5 separate regions of the Mus musculus genome follow, and all the other regions are linked to region 4. The links are chromatin contacts, called in public Hi-C maps. All regions are on one chromosome and are shown on one strand. Each heading gives the region's core, a stretch centred on a gene start, on an enhancer-like site or on the middle of the called end of the contact. The rest is flanking DNA. Distances are from core to core; before and after follow the strand shown.

Region 1 (2,700 bases), core at 63-2,562, 2.0 Mb before region 4:
AAGAATCTGTAGTTACTTTGCTGCTCAGCTCTGGTTTTTCTGTGACACCAACAGGAGTGTGGAGGCTTTCTTTTTCTTCTCTGCCCATCCTGTCTTTGGGGTTTGCCTGGGATGCTAATTCTTGCCTGTATGGATGGATCCGAAGATCCCATCAAACATGGACCAGCCCCCAAACTGTCTTTTTCGTATTCTGCAATCTCACTTCCATACTAAGTTACCATAACTAAACTAGGATATGTGAAATTCTCTTTTGCCTTTAAATTTTTATTCCTTAATACTATTTCAAACACAGGGGACTGCCATTGTAACTTTTTACTTGGGAGTCCCATGCCTTTTGTATGTTAGCATTTGATTTCCATATAAAAAGGTTCAATTTTTTTTTATTTTGTTTTATGAACTTTCTGAAATGTTCTTGATGGTGATATAATACACCAGTAAGTAAATACTGACTTAGGGAGTGATTTTCTTTTGTCTAACTTCAGCATTCAGGGAAGAACACAGCCGCAGCCATCACTCTGTGGGGCTATGTGGTGTTAATGTAAGGTTTTGATTAGAGACTTTTCATCCCCCATTCTCCACTTATTTTATCAACTCTCAGAATTTTCACTAGTTCTGCAAAGGCATCCCAGGGGGAATCCACGCCATGTTTTAATGGCTCGGGGACAGACAGGATAATGCTACATATCTCTGGGTTTCTTTACATCCGGGCATTTACTCTGTATGCCTCAGGGTCCAGGTAAAATGTTGGCTTGGGTGGCTGATTTGAAACCTGAGCCTCCCACACATCTGCTGTGGACACTGACTGCGGCAGAGAAAGTGACTTCTCTTCAAGTTTTATTTGGGTCATAAAAATTCATGCTGTGTACCGCCTCTTTCGGAATCCGTTCCATTAAATGTGGCTAGGTCCAGAGTACACTCTGGAGGAAGCCAGGAAGGACATTAAAATGCTTAGTCTATGACACACTTCCTTATTTTTGTCATTTTGACATTTATGTGTTGTTTCATTAGGGATTTTTAAGAGAAGACCCCTTTTCGGCAAGAAGTTTTCCCCAGATCGCCATAAGAACCCACAGTTTATAATCAAACAGCTGTCTGGGTTGCATGTCAGCTGAGCCGGACCACCTGCTGGCGGTTAACCTCTGGAAGGTTATTATGAGACAATTGTTGTTGTTGTTTGTTTAAAAAGTTTCAGAGCTTAAGGAAAATATTAGTAATGAGTGACTTAACCTGTTCTGTTTACTGTTCCCCTCAGCTTGCAGATGGCGTTCGGAGGCCAGAGGGAGGATTCCACTAAAGCCAACACTATTTTGCACTTGTTTTGGAGACAAACCATAAAAATAGGCTTGGCAGCAAGGAGTCTGCCCCGGGAGGAGGAGCGGGCAGCATTGCAAAAGCCCTTTAAAAGGAAATAACCATTTGTGGTGACTGGATGCAAACGTACCATCTCAACGCAGCCCTTGGATTCCACACGTGGTCCATATTAAGCTGAGGTCTGGCAGAGCCGCCCACCTTCGGAGCATGTGTCTTTCAGCCATGGCATTCTGGAGTTTGCCATCTGTTTTCTTCACTTCCCTGCTCATCCCTCTCACCAATGGGGGAGACGGCTGAGAGAGTTCTCTCAGACAGCCGCTGGGGGATAATTTTCTAAGTCCTATAAAACCCAGTCTCTGCACATCTTTTTGTATGAACCGATTACAAGGTGACCTGCCTCTCTCCTCGGGTCTATGGGGTCTGAATGCCCTTTGCAGAGGCGGAAATGGCTTTTTTTGTGGTGCAATTAGGGACAGCCAAGGATAGCAGCTAGCAGGATGAGATATTCTGTGAGGGTCAGAAAACCCCATTTCACCCCTATTCTCAGTGTCTTGAAAAGTGACCAGCTTGTGGTGGGCACTCTCTAAATATAAGTGAATGAATACCAGCACCACTATCTCCTTCTGCTTCTCCTCCTCTCCCTGGTCCTCTTCTTTCTGCTGCTGCTTCTCCTCCCCTCCTTTATTGTCTGCTTACTTCCTTGTTTATCACTCAAGTAACACAGTGGTTAGGAAATGTGGTTGACTCTCAGCATTCACATCACAAAAGTGTCAAAATCTTTTCTGGCTGTGAATTACAGAACATTTAGGGTTGAATATTTGGGCAAAAGCCTGCAGCAGCTGACCTACAGAGCCAAAGAAAATGAAAGAGGGAAATATGACTTGGGTCTGAAGCAACAGAATGGGCCTAACTGTGTCGTTGGACAAGTTAATTCATCTCTCTGATTCTCTACTTCTTCTATTATACAGTGGAATAAGGTCAGGTTTCCTACAGGGATTTTTGTTGCCCTGTGAAAGTAAAGCCTGGTGCAGAAGAGAGGCCATGTTTACTACTGTTACTAATGGACTGTTGTTACCCCTCTGTACTGGCTACTTTTGTGTCAACTTGACACAGGCTGGAGTTATCACAGAGAAAGGAGCTTCAGTTGGGGAAATACCTCCATGAGATCCAACTGTAAGGCATTTTCTCAATTAGTGATCAAGGGGGAAAGGCCCCTTGTGGGTGGTGCCATCTCTGGGCTGGTAGTCTTGGTTCTATAAGAGAGCAGGCTGAGCAAGCCAGGGGAAGCAAGCCAGTAAAGAACATCCCTCCATGGCCTCTGCATCAGCTCATGCTTTCTGACCTGCTTGAGTTCCAGTCCTGCATCCTTTGGTGATCAACAGCAATGTG
Region 2 (2,700 bases), core at 182-2,681, 1.3 Mb before region 4:
GGGTAAGTCCTAGTTTCCCACAACCCTAAGGAAGAATAAACCATGCAAAACATAAAGGATACCAAAAAGACTTATGGATCCTGATGTGTGCATTCTGTAAAACATACCTGGATGTGTTGGGGAGTGGATGCTGAAATGAAGACAAGGAGCTTGCTTTAGCAAGGATCAAAAGTGTGTGAAAGTGTGCACATGCAAACGAGGTCCCCACCCCAGGAAAGTCACCCTGGAATGGAAATGACAAAGCATGGAACACACACTATCAATTATTTTCACTAAGCACTTAAGATATAGAAAACAAAATCTGCTTTGGGAATTGACTGAATGTTTTATTTAGCTTTTTTATTGAGACATTCTTTGAAAAATGGCATGATGTAAATAGTTTTACAAAGCAACAGTATGATCAATCTCTAAACTAGAATATAAATCTAAGCTTTCATTAACTGCTGGTAGCCAGTTTAAATTGTGGTCTTGTCCATAGTGCCTATCTATCTATGTATGTCCAAGTTATATTAAAAACCTTTAAATGGCTTTGTAATATCAGCCACATCTAGCTATTATAATAATTAATGGTACTATTTTATAAATCAATACATGTATTCTTGATAAATTCATATCCAGATAATGGTGTAATTTAAATAAAAAATTAATGTAATAAAAGACACACAGAAATGGGCAGGAAATCTTTAAAGGTTAAGAGCCAAATTTGTCTAAATTCATTTGTAACCTGTTTTGGAAAAGTTTATATTTAAAATCAGTAGAGTTTTTACCTTGTTTCTGTAGAATGAACCTTGCTATTTCTAGGGTGGTATCTAGAACTGAATTTGTAATATATTTTCTGTTTAAGCAATTAAGTTTTAAGCACAGTTGGAATATGACAAATATCTTCCTGTTATTTTCTGTTTTGTGATTGTTAAATATTCTTCAGAAAAATAGAACGAAACAAATTGTAAGCCTTAGCCAGTTATTTATTTCTTTAATACACAAAATGAATGTAAATGTCTTTTAACAATATAAATGAACTGTCTGGAAAGCCCCAGAGCTATACACACAGTTTATTTAAGGGGCGAAGGACTGATCAGTTTGGTGAATTTCAGTGTGTGTGAGCTCTGCATTTTCTCTGCTTTCTCTTGGAATGAATGTCTCAAGGATTTTAGAAAGAAACAGAAAGTGCTTGGGAGAGACCGAAATGCATTTCTACACAGCACATGGGTAAAGAAACATGCCAGAGTAGAAGAATACATTATTGTTTAATCTAACAGATGCACATGGAAGAGATATTAAAGAATGACTACATTTAAAACAAACAACAGGAGGTAGTAAACTGTCAAATATAGCACCAAATCTTTCACAGTGTGCAGAGCGAGCACCTCACAAAAGCATAGCTTTCAGGATCCCTCTGTCCCGGCTGCCCTGCCATCCTCTCTGGGCAAGCAGCAGAAACCAGCCTGTAATCCACTGAGTGCTTTCTGACATTTTTTTTTCTTAACATTTCTCAGCTTTATCTAGAGGAGCAAAAGGGACATGTGCAGTTGCCTTTGACACTGATGGGTGTTTTAAAATGGAAGGGGGCGGGGGAGGAGCCTCAGCCAGTCACTTCATCCACATGCTACACGAACAATTGATATTTGCGGAAAGTTTACATTTCCAATGAAGCTGCCTTTTGAGGAATTCGTCTTAAGAAAGCTGCTATTTGACAGAGGGAAAGGAGACTATTCGGTGGTGATTACATGTTACTGTGCGCTCAGGTCCAAGTATTTAAAATGTATTGTGTTTTTCAAGGGAACCTGCAGCAAAATCACTCCTAAGAGGCTTAATTTAGGTTTTATAGGAGGAGCATAAAAAAGACTGGGTTATAGCAACATGCTGAAATATGGGGTACATTTTAAATATCTTCATTTAAAAACGTATGTTTATTTTCCCTCCTGGGATCACTAAGGGTAGGTCTCAACAGAAAGCAAGGGCATGTGACATTCTTAAAAAATTGTATCGTGAAAGGATCACATTCCAGGGTAGGTTTGGGCATTTTTATTAGCCCAGATAACCTCTTAATTATGTCACTGCCTCCACTTGTTAATCAGAGACATTCAGCACAGTTAACCACACAGTCAGTACCTTTAGGAGCCTCCGTTCTTACTAAAGATCAGAAGCACATTTTATTCCTGTCATTGTATTATTGCATATATGATTAGCACTGCTCCAATCCGCTCTGCTTGCTTTAAATACATACCCCCTACGAAAGTGTTGAGCTGCTTCCCAGTGTCATCACTTCAAGCTGTGCAACCCCCATAAAGCTTGAAGGAACAGATCACATTCCCTCTCTCTGCCCATGCCCCTCACAGTTCCTATTCGGATCAATTTGAGATTTCTTCTGCAGCCGCCAGGGCTGAGAGCAAGGTGTAAGTGGAGTAAATAAAATCACCGTTGCTTTATCAACCCTCCCAGGTAGTTTTTCTGCCAGCCAGCCTGCGCTGTTAAGACCCATAAAGTTATGCAATAGCAACGACTTCCTCCAAGGTTCTCTAATCAGATAATGGCTGATGTAGGAAGAGAAGAGCCCAAGGCGGTGTGGCTGGCACTTAACACTGCGGTTGGTCATTACTTGTCTCGTAGAGACCAATAAACAACTGATTACTATCCTCTAAGAAGCCAATATTCAACATCCGCCCCATTCCCTTTTCTCCTTTTCTTCTGGACTTCATT
Region 3 (2,700 bases), core at 192-2,691, 1.1 Mb before region 4:
CAAGGCCAGTTGTTTAGCCAGGGACTTACTTTTGTGTACCACAATGATAATAGTAAAATGGTCAGGACTAGGAAAAGGTGGGGCACCTGGATACATTTCTACATTGGCATCACATCTGGTAAGTGGATAGTCTCTGTACTGAGATGATGATTCAGGTATCTCAAAGGAGACAGTGTTTAGGATGAGACCTGGGAGACAAAGAAATACAGGCAAGGTGCATGGAAGATAGGACAAAAAGAAGCAAGCAGAGTTCAGTGTTCAACCAGCATTGGGACAAGAAGACCAAAGCTAGACAGGTGATGTATAGTCAATAGATCAACAGAGTAAAAATTGGAAGGTTAGGGTATACAAGTGCTAGGAGATATGGGTATAAAGAAGGGCTTATTCATTAAAAAGGAAACAAAACAATAACAACAATAATAACAATAACCAAAAAACTGAATCCACTCCAGGGAGGATATGGTAGCTTGGAGACAGGAGGACATGATTGACAGATTCCAATCACAGAGGTGAATTTAAACTGTAATATATGTGGACAAAACAGTAATTTTGATTTTCTGGAAGGCATTGTAAAACAAATCAAAAAAGTTGAAGCTAACAGCAAAATTATCTTGAAACTTTGGAATCACTATGACTGTGAACGTGGCTTACTGTGTTTGAATGTGTTCTTTCTTCTCTATGGAACACTCTGTGGTCAGATCCTTAGAAAAATCAATAAAAGATATTTTGAAAAAGAAGTTACTAGAAGTCATAAAAGACTTGAGTTAGAGTAGATATTTTGCAGCTGTTTCTAGCCAGGGCCAGAAAGTGAAAACTAAGCAGCTGACACATGTCCCCTCGTAACTTTTACTGAGCAGACAACTTCCCTTCATCCCCACCACCCTGCCCAGCTTTACAGACCTTTTATTTTAATGTGAAAAGAATTTTTAAAAAGTTTTGAAGTTAATAAAATATACAACTTGACCTGGTTAATTTGAACCAGTTTGCAAACTCCCTTTATATAGAGACAAAAAAAATAAACGTACAGATTAGCAAACTCTTGGCAGAGTCTCTGCATCTCATGTTAGCAAATTCTTTACTTGTTACATTTCCGGCTCCCTGGACATGAGGATGAATTAAGCCTGAAATAGCCAGCCCTGGCTAATTATATTAGTATTGTTTTTTTGCAGCAAGAAAAAGTGTGTCACGGTGTTCAGATATGCTTAAGCCAACATTAGCTCTGACCTTCCAAGTTTTGGATGTTGGCCCCAGGATTTTGGATCCTGAAATAAAGAACCCTTGGCCAAAGACACTCTCTGCCTTTCTGATCATTACAGATTTTGTCATTAATGGAAGTGACAATGCTGCCAGCTAGAAAGAAATTGAAGGGTAGAGGTGGACTGCGCAATGAGGACTGGCAGAGCCTGAACTGGCCGAAGCTTGCTGACTCCTGATTTAATGTGGTTCTGGATCTTAAGAAACTCTGCCCTGGTGATCAAGTGAGAGAAAATGCATTCTGGGAAGAAGGTCAGTCCTAGAGCCGAGGAGCTGTTAGATGTTGCTGTCATCTACTTTCTAATGTTCTCTCAGCGTTGCCCTGTAATTCACCTTTCCCAGAAGGCTTTCCTGCTAAATCCACTCCCCTCATAATGTTATTGTAATTGGAGGGTTCAACACTGCTTTTAACTTGTCTCAACTCTCTACTTACATCTTTCATTCTTCTTTCTAAGAAATGGCTGTATATCTTGGCACTGCGTTCAATGCTAGCCACACAATGCATGCTTAATACTTTGTTGGGGGCATTATGAGAGAGTGTTATGTTCAGGAAAAGAGACCATGTCATGTAGCATCTAGCCACCTTGCAAGCAATATTCTTCTGAATAATCCCCTTTATTACTACCATAAAATATTATACTATTCTTATTGCTTTTGGCAATAAGAGAGAGCTGATAAAATATACCTTTCCTACCAGACCTCATATACTTAACTATTAGGCAAAATCTGAATAGAAAGCTGGCAATATATGAAATGCCTGGTTCTTATAGAGAAAGCCAGGTCACTGGAGTATGAAAGTTTGATTCTGCACTTAAAGTGGTCTAGGAAAACATAAACCTCTGTATGTTAAGTGTGACTGTTCTGTTGGTCCCTCCAGGGTTTTGAAATGGAGCCTTGTCTCAAGGTCTTCACCAAGCCTTTCTTTGAGAAGTGGTCTGAAGCTTACTCTCAAACCCTTAAATGTAAAAATAAACAAGCATTCAGTCAATGAGGTCCCCAATGCCTTGCTGTACCACAACGCATTTAGAGTCATAAATCACAAATCCGACAGGCCTCTGATGATGTATTGTGTGAATACACCGTAATGACAACACTGACGATGTAGTAACGCAATAGACCTCAAAAGCCTATCACTTCAGGAATCACTGTTTACACAGAGTCAAGGGAGGAGTTGATGATGGAAAAATTGAGAGAGGGGGAAGGGAGGGAGGGAGGGAGAGAGAGAGAGAGAGAGGTTGTTCTGGTTGCCAGTCACCATTTTGACAAGCTGTGAACCCCAGACTGAAAGCTTCCACCTCCCAAGCGCTGGTGTCTTCCGTCTCTGAGTGGCCGTGTGATTGTACAACTCCCAGAGATGTAGCTCTCTCAGACACAGCAGGGCATGAGCAGAACCAAGTTGCAGGCTGACCTTCTCAGCTCCAAACTCTTGCTGACAATTCCAAGTTT
Region 4 (2,700 bases), core at 90-2,589:
AGTGAAAGCTAAGAAGACTACACTGTAGTGAGTGGTTGCAGTTAGAAAAGCAGTTTGTTTTCAAGTCCTTCTGGGAAACCATATGATATTGTGTGTTAAAAATCCCTAAGTATTAATAACTTTGTGGTTATCCCAATTAATATTTCTCCAAGAAAGAAATTGTGCTGTGAAAGCAATCATAAGCATCCCATGTTGCCTGAAAGAAAAAGGCAGACATGTGAATTATAGTACATCTACTTGGAAAGTTGTACATCCGTGGAAACAATGTTATAATATTGGTTATGTTATTATAACATTGTAATAATATTAGTTGTATATTATACATAGTTATAATAATGAAAAATGATTATTATAAATATTAGATGGTAGTCTGAGGAAATGCACATGAAAAAAATCCAAGCCTTCCAAAAGTAAGTTATAAAATTATGCATGTGCTATAACCAAAGTCATATTATACATATATTATAGTCAAGCTTTTGTTTCTGAAAGTTGCAAATGATGATTCCGTACAGCTGAGGATACCTGTATGAAAGAATCTCTACAGACTTCCTACGATGCGCAGTAGTATTTAATTTTTTGTTTTCATTTACATGCAACTGTTGTTTCAGCTCTTCAGCTTTCAGTCTTTCCCTAGAATGTGTCTTTTACGGGAGAAACGCAGCTTCCAGTAAGAGGCTGAAATTCCCGCCTTCCGGGAAAACCCGCAGAAACCCAAGCTCCCGGCGCTCAGTGGTGCTTCCTGGTTTCCACCCTCTGCCTCTAAGGCCATTGTGCTTGAAACTTGTTGGAGTGAAAGGAATTCCCGGAAGCCCCAAGTCAACGAAGAAAGAAGCCAGATCGCAGTAGCAGATGGTTCATCTTACAGCTTTCATTTATTTTCTTTACGTGCCAGGAGGGGGTTACATTATCGACTGGGAGGGTGACCACACCTCTCTTCTTTAGAAAATGCCTGCTTGGCACCGTGGCATTCACCCAAGAAAAGTGTCACATTCTTTTGTCCCAGAGGTCCAGAGAAAGCTCTATCAGGCGGTTTTTGTTTTTGTTGTTGGTTTAAAAAAAAAAAAAAAAAAAAAAAAAACAGTATAATTACCATAAAGAAACCCTTCTGTCTCAAAAACACAAGCTTCCCATACATGGTAAGATGAACTAGACGTTATTTCTCTGCACAGCAAAAAAAAAAAAAAAAAAAAAAAAACCTTTTGGCCCACCCTACAAGCCATTTATGGGTTTGATTAAGGCCCACGGGTGTCTCTAACTTATTTATTTAGGAAACACTGTTATTGTCTTAATGTAAACCCAGTTCAGGATCAGTTGACAGTTGGAAAGCTGCGGCAGAGGGTTTTCAAAGGCGCCTCCTTGGAAAGGGGCTCTCCATTCAGCTCCAGTTTCTGAGTCGTACTGCCAGCTCTGCTCAGAAAATAAACAAATGTTTGTTTTACAACATGGCAAAGGGGGCTCCCATTCATCGTGGGCCAGATATGAAAACAAACTTCCACGTATAAGGGCTTTTGATACACATGACTTACTTGGATGACAAGAGGCTCACTGGGGAGTGCTTAAAGCTTATTAATATTGCACAAAAGACTTTTGTTTATCATTTCCCTGGACTGCCTGGGAATCACAGATTCAAGCCGCCACCCGGCTGGTGTCCTAGCATTTTAGCTGCCTTTAACGTGTGCAGATTGTGAAAGTACTGCTGGTTTGGAGCCAAACACAAACTCTCCACCAAGCCAGGTGAAAGAACTCAGAACTGCAGGGTTCTAAGAACCAAGGTTGGGATTGAAATTAAAGAGAGAGCAGAGGGGAGAGAGCTCCCTCTACAGGTAAAAAACTAGATGCCTTGCATCTACCTGCTTGGAAACCAGTAACTTCCAGAAAATTTGGAATCCATGGCCTGTCTAAAGAGACATTTCACCTCCTATTTAAACAGTCTACGCCTACAAGCTCTACTCTTCAGACAATGATCATAATGAAAAATCCTCTCTTGAGGCATCTGTTTACTAGGAAGGTGTGCAATGAGGTATAACCGATGTCATCTCCACCTCCCCTGTAATCTAGTAACCACAAGCTACTTGTGGCTGTGCTTAAATAATGCTGGATCGATGGATACAAAAGCAAAGAGTTTAAGGGGAGGATTGTGCTGTGAAGGGTGCAAATTAGCTTTTTTTATACCTATTACATACTTAGAAGATATTTGTAATAATTGGATTAAATTTAAAAATAATTAAATCAATTTCACCTGTAGTTTTTTCCCCCATGTTTTTAATATGACTACCAAAAAATAAAATTACTTATTCATCATCTATTTCTATAAGTGTTGGCCTAGATAATTAGGGTATAGTATCATATCAGAGCTAAAGCCTGTGGGATCTTTGATTTGTGCTAGTTTAGTTGATTCCTTTTTTCTGGTGCTGGGGTTATAACCCCGAGTCAGGAAAGTGTTCAACCACTGAGCCACAGCCACAGCCACAGCCACAGCCACAGCTCACTCACATTCTCTTGCCTTAAACATGCCCTTTCCACCCACAAACTGAATTTCTGAAAGCTAAAAGGATTTTTTAAAAAGTTTTAATGCAAACATCTCTATTTAAAGTCTTATCAAAACATGAGCAAACTTGCAGTCTGTGTGTGCTGAGAAGTGTCATAAGAAAGGGCATATTTTCTCTCTATAGTTCCGATTCTCGCGGCCATGCCCTTTGC
Region 5 (2,700 bases), core at 31-2,530, 1.1 Mb before region 4:
AGGCAGGGGCACCCACAGCACCAGTTTTGGGGCAGGTGGCCCCATGAGAAGGCCTGTCCCCACTCTTCTCTCCCATTTATAAGTCATGACAGATTTACTCATCTTACTCCAAGCCATTGGAAAGGACTTGAGAGCTGTGTATCCCTTGCTCACCCACCCATTCTGTATATGAATGTGGAGGTCCTGTACTCCTTTATGCTCAGGGGTTCCCCTGAGATTTGTAGACCCTGAGCTGTGAAGAAAATGAACTGGCTTTCTCAAGCTTCTTCTTGCTTGAGAATCCTTGCCAGGGACTTTTTGATGTTAGCTTATTTCTACACTTAAGTATGTTTCCTCTTGCCAGTGTGCTATTTTCTCTTAATGTTTTTCAATTAAGATGTTCTGAGTGTCTCAGACTGGTTTGAGCTCATCTCAGGAATCCCTTAAATAGACAGGTGGTTCCAATCTCCCTTACCCTGATTGCCTTGAAAACTTATTTGTGAATCTTTTTGCTGCTAAAAGATGCTTGTATGCCTTCCAGTGAACATCTGTTTATTTTTGCATTGTGATTTTGTGGCTAGCTGTTGATGCTGCCTGTCATTTCCCAGTGACTACAGAGGATCTCCCTCTTAAAGGTAGATCCATGGCCGTGGAGAAATATAACATGCCGTGGCAACTTTATCTTCTCATGTTCCACCTGGCAGCTGGGCTGATGAAGCAGCAATACCCTGGCTGGAAACTCCAATGGCCTCTGACTCTTGTAACTTAGTTAGCCAACCCCCTTTCCCCAGGCAACAAGGCAGCTCTTGACAAAGCATGGGAGTTGGCGCCACAATGCCCTTGCTGACCTGACCATTAAAATTCAAAGTAGGAAGTCTCCAGTGGAAAAGTTCTGGCTTTAAGATCATGTCTTGTGAACAGATGGATTAAAGCCAAGTGGCTGGCTGCTCCCTCTTGCCAATGCTGGAGAGCTATTCCTATCCCGCATGGCTTCTACTCTCGCTGAATAATCAGGCTCCTTCTGGCCACCTGGAAAATACAGAGTCAAACACCTGTTTAAGTAGAGGTGGTGAGCTCTGGGCCTGCCACCACCAATCCATCTGCAGCCACAGCGCAACATTTACCAGCTGCTTTACTTAGCATGAGGTGGGAGCCTGCTATACTTCGATGAAAGCTTCAACAATACCCTTAAAGCATCGTAACACATGACAATTTCCACATCGGTGGGGACATGCAGGCTCAGAACTGATGCCTGCCAAGGTTTCCAGGGCTGGGGGAAGGCTGCAAGAGCTCAGCCCAGGCCCCACTGAACATGGACTCACTGCTGGTCTCTTAAGAACTGGGCTGAGGCAATCATTCTCTAGGAGCAGAAGGTGGCTGGGCCTAGTTGGCACTCCATTCCAGGAAAATGAATGCATTCTGTCGGAAGCACTGTGGAGACCATCATTTTCCACAGAGCAGTTCTCTCCTTTGTCTGGGGATAGCTCAGCATATAGAGAAAGCCTGAGAGAAAAGAACAGAGTATAAAGTTTGTGCCTTTTATATTGGTTTGTGTACAGCATCTGTGGTGCCCGTTGGGCTAGGAGCTACTAGCTCTTTGCTCCTTTAATTCTTTGATTGTCACCAATGCCAGGCTAATAAAAATAGTCATTAACACAAGCACACTATGGTATAAAGCAACAGCATGCTCCATCCCAATACCCAGGCCTTGTTTCTCAGAAGCAGAATGTGTTTCTGGAGAACCTCGGGTAGTTTGGTAGGAAGACGCTTGAAGAAATTCTAGAGTCTGGTTCTTACAGTTATTTATGAATAATAAAACTTTAAGGAAGAAATTATTGCCATCTTCGGTTTCTGGCCTGGGGATTTTACATCAAGGCAGAATGTTACATTGAATTAAAGTTTTTAATGAGTGTTCAGCATGTGCAATGCTTTCTAATAATTTATATTTCCAAACTTTAACCCTATGAGGAATATATTTTCCTTATAGGTGAAGAACATGATGTGAACAGAGTTGCCTACCCCCAACATCTTTGTAAGTGAGTGCTAGAGGCAGGAGTGAATCCAAGCAGTGGGGGCTTAGAGTCTGCAAACCACTCTGGTTCTATGAATCACTGGGGAACAATTATGTTCATCTACCACCAGACTGTTTAGGAGATAATTCATTTTTAAAGATTGCACAGCATCTTGCTCCTTAAGTATGTTTTTCACACTTGTTTTAGAAACTACTCTTTCAGACAGCTCTTGTCAAATAATTAAAACACTTTCTCCCACAGGTCCTCTGTGGCCTCATAGAGACGAGAGGATTGAGGCCATAACTGGGTTCTTGTCACATCTGGTAATGATCCTACTCCTTAAGAGGCTTTCTGTCCCATTACTTCTCAGACCTTTGTGATCAAAGGTCCTTTGCTGATTTGTGATATGAAGGCAATATAGGCATAGAACGGTATGGAAAGTGTGAGAAGAGGAGAGTGACTTTTCCTGTCTCTTCCTTCCACTCCTTATGAAGTTTCCTATGTTTCTGCTGTGTCACAGTTGTCTGAGCCAACTAAGAAATTGTCCTTATCTTGTTGAATATGACTGGCTCAAGACTCTAGTCAAAACGGTCAAGAAAGGAACTTGTCTATCACCAATGAAAAGCCAAGTCAGTCAGCTCTTAACTTTGTAATTCCCTTGGAAGCCATAACTAGGCTCAGGAGGTCACCGTAACATTCAAGACCCAAC

What was found. Hi-C and Micro-C count contacts between places; a contact is called where the count stands out from the background.
Region 1: a Hi-C map of uterus shows a contact between it and region 4, with 3 times the contacts expected there. The contact joins two enhancer-like sites. A contact is called at or near these places in 2 of 484 Hi-C or Micro-C datasets (cranial neural crest and uterus), 1 of 115 datasets of contacts at active chromatin or transcription factors (astrocytes) and 2 of 9 other capture datasets (embryonic tail and embryonic trunk).
Region 2: a contact with region 4 is called in a Hi-C map of cerebellum, with 3 times the contacts expected there. The contact joins two enhancer-like sites. A contact is called at or near these places in 10 of 484 Hi-C or Micro-C datasets (the N1E-115 cell line, adipose-derived mesenchymal stem cells, cerebellar granule neurons and 4 more), 2 of 115 datasets of contacts at active chromatin or transcription factors (astrocytes and differentiating embryonic stem cells) and 3 of 9 other capture datasets (embryonic stem cells, embryonic tail and embryonic trunk).
Region 3: a contact with region 4 is called in a Hi-C map of uterus, with 4 times the contacts expected there. The contact joins two enhancer-like sites. A contact is called at or near these places in 1 of 484 Hi-C or Micro-C datasets (uterus), 1 of 115 datasets of contacts at active chromatin or transcription factors (embryonic stem cells) and 3 of 9 other capture datasets (embryonic stem cells, embryonic tail and embryonic trunk).
Region 5: a contact with region 4 is called in a Hi-C map of cerebellum, with 2.4 times the contacts expected there. The contact joins two enhancer-like sites. A contact is called at or near these places in 3 of 484 Hi-C or Micro-C datasets (cerebellar granule neurons, cerebellum and uterus), 1 of 115 datasets of contacts at active chromatin or transcription factors (astrocytes) and 1 of 9 other capture datasets (embryonic stem cells).

What each region holds. Positions count from the first base shown.
Region 1 is chr11:19,422,768-19,425,467 of GRCm38.p6, reverse strand. No RefSeq gene overlaps it. Among named protein-coding and RNA genes, the nearest start is that of Gm39601, 190 kb to the left of the region's middle. Within about 2 kb of position 1,312, at least 41 of the 459 cell types and tissues checked have an H3K27ac peak or open chromatin away from gene starts, as enhancers often do. A contact at or near this core is called in uterus, where this site is marked.
Region 2 is chr11:18,753,747-18,756,446 of GRCm38.p6, reverse strand. The region is part of intron 1 of Gm31674 (a long non-coding RNA gene); the gene reads right to left. Gm28401 (a long non-coding RNA gene) reads left to right here. Exons shown (of 2, transcript XR_872259.2): 2 at 1-950. Among named protein-coding and RNA genes, the nearest start is that of Gm31674, 7.0 kb to the right of the region's middle. Within about 2 kb of position 1,431, at least 22 of the 459 cell types and tissues checked have an H3K27ac peak or open chromatin away from gene starts, as enhancers often do. A contact at or near this core is called in cerebellum, where this site is marked.
Region 3 is chr11:18,533,787-18,536,486 of GRCm38.p6, reverse strand. No RefSeq gene overlaps it. Among named protein-coding and RNA genes, the nearest start is that of Gm12022, 42 kb to the right of the region's middle. Within about 2 kb of position 1,441, at least 9 of the 459 cell types and tissues checked have an H3K27ac peak or open chromatin away from gene starts, as enhancers often do. A contact at or near this core is called in uterus, where this site is marked.
Region 4 is chr11:17,459,215-17,461,914 of GRCm38.p6, reverse strand. No RefSeq gene overlaps it. Among named protein-coding and RNA genes, the nearest start is that of Gm31268, 140 kb to the right of the region's middle. Within about 2 kb of position 1,339, at least 50 of the 459 cell types and tissues checked have an H3K27ac peak or open chromatin away from gene starts, as enhancers often do. A contact at or near this core is called in cerebellum and uterus, where this site is marked.
Region 5 is chr11:18,579,826-18,582,525 of GRCm38.p6, reverse strand. No RefSeq gene overlaps it. Among named protein-coding and RNA genes, the nearest start is that of Gm12022, 88 kb to the right of the region's middle. Within about 2 kb of position 1,280, at least 25 of the 459 cell types and tissues checked have an H3K27ac peak or open chromatin away from gene starts, as enhancers often do. A contact at or near this core is called in cerebellum and uterus, where this site is marked.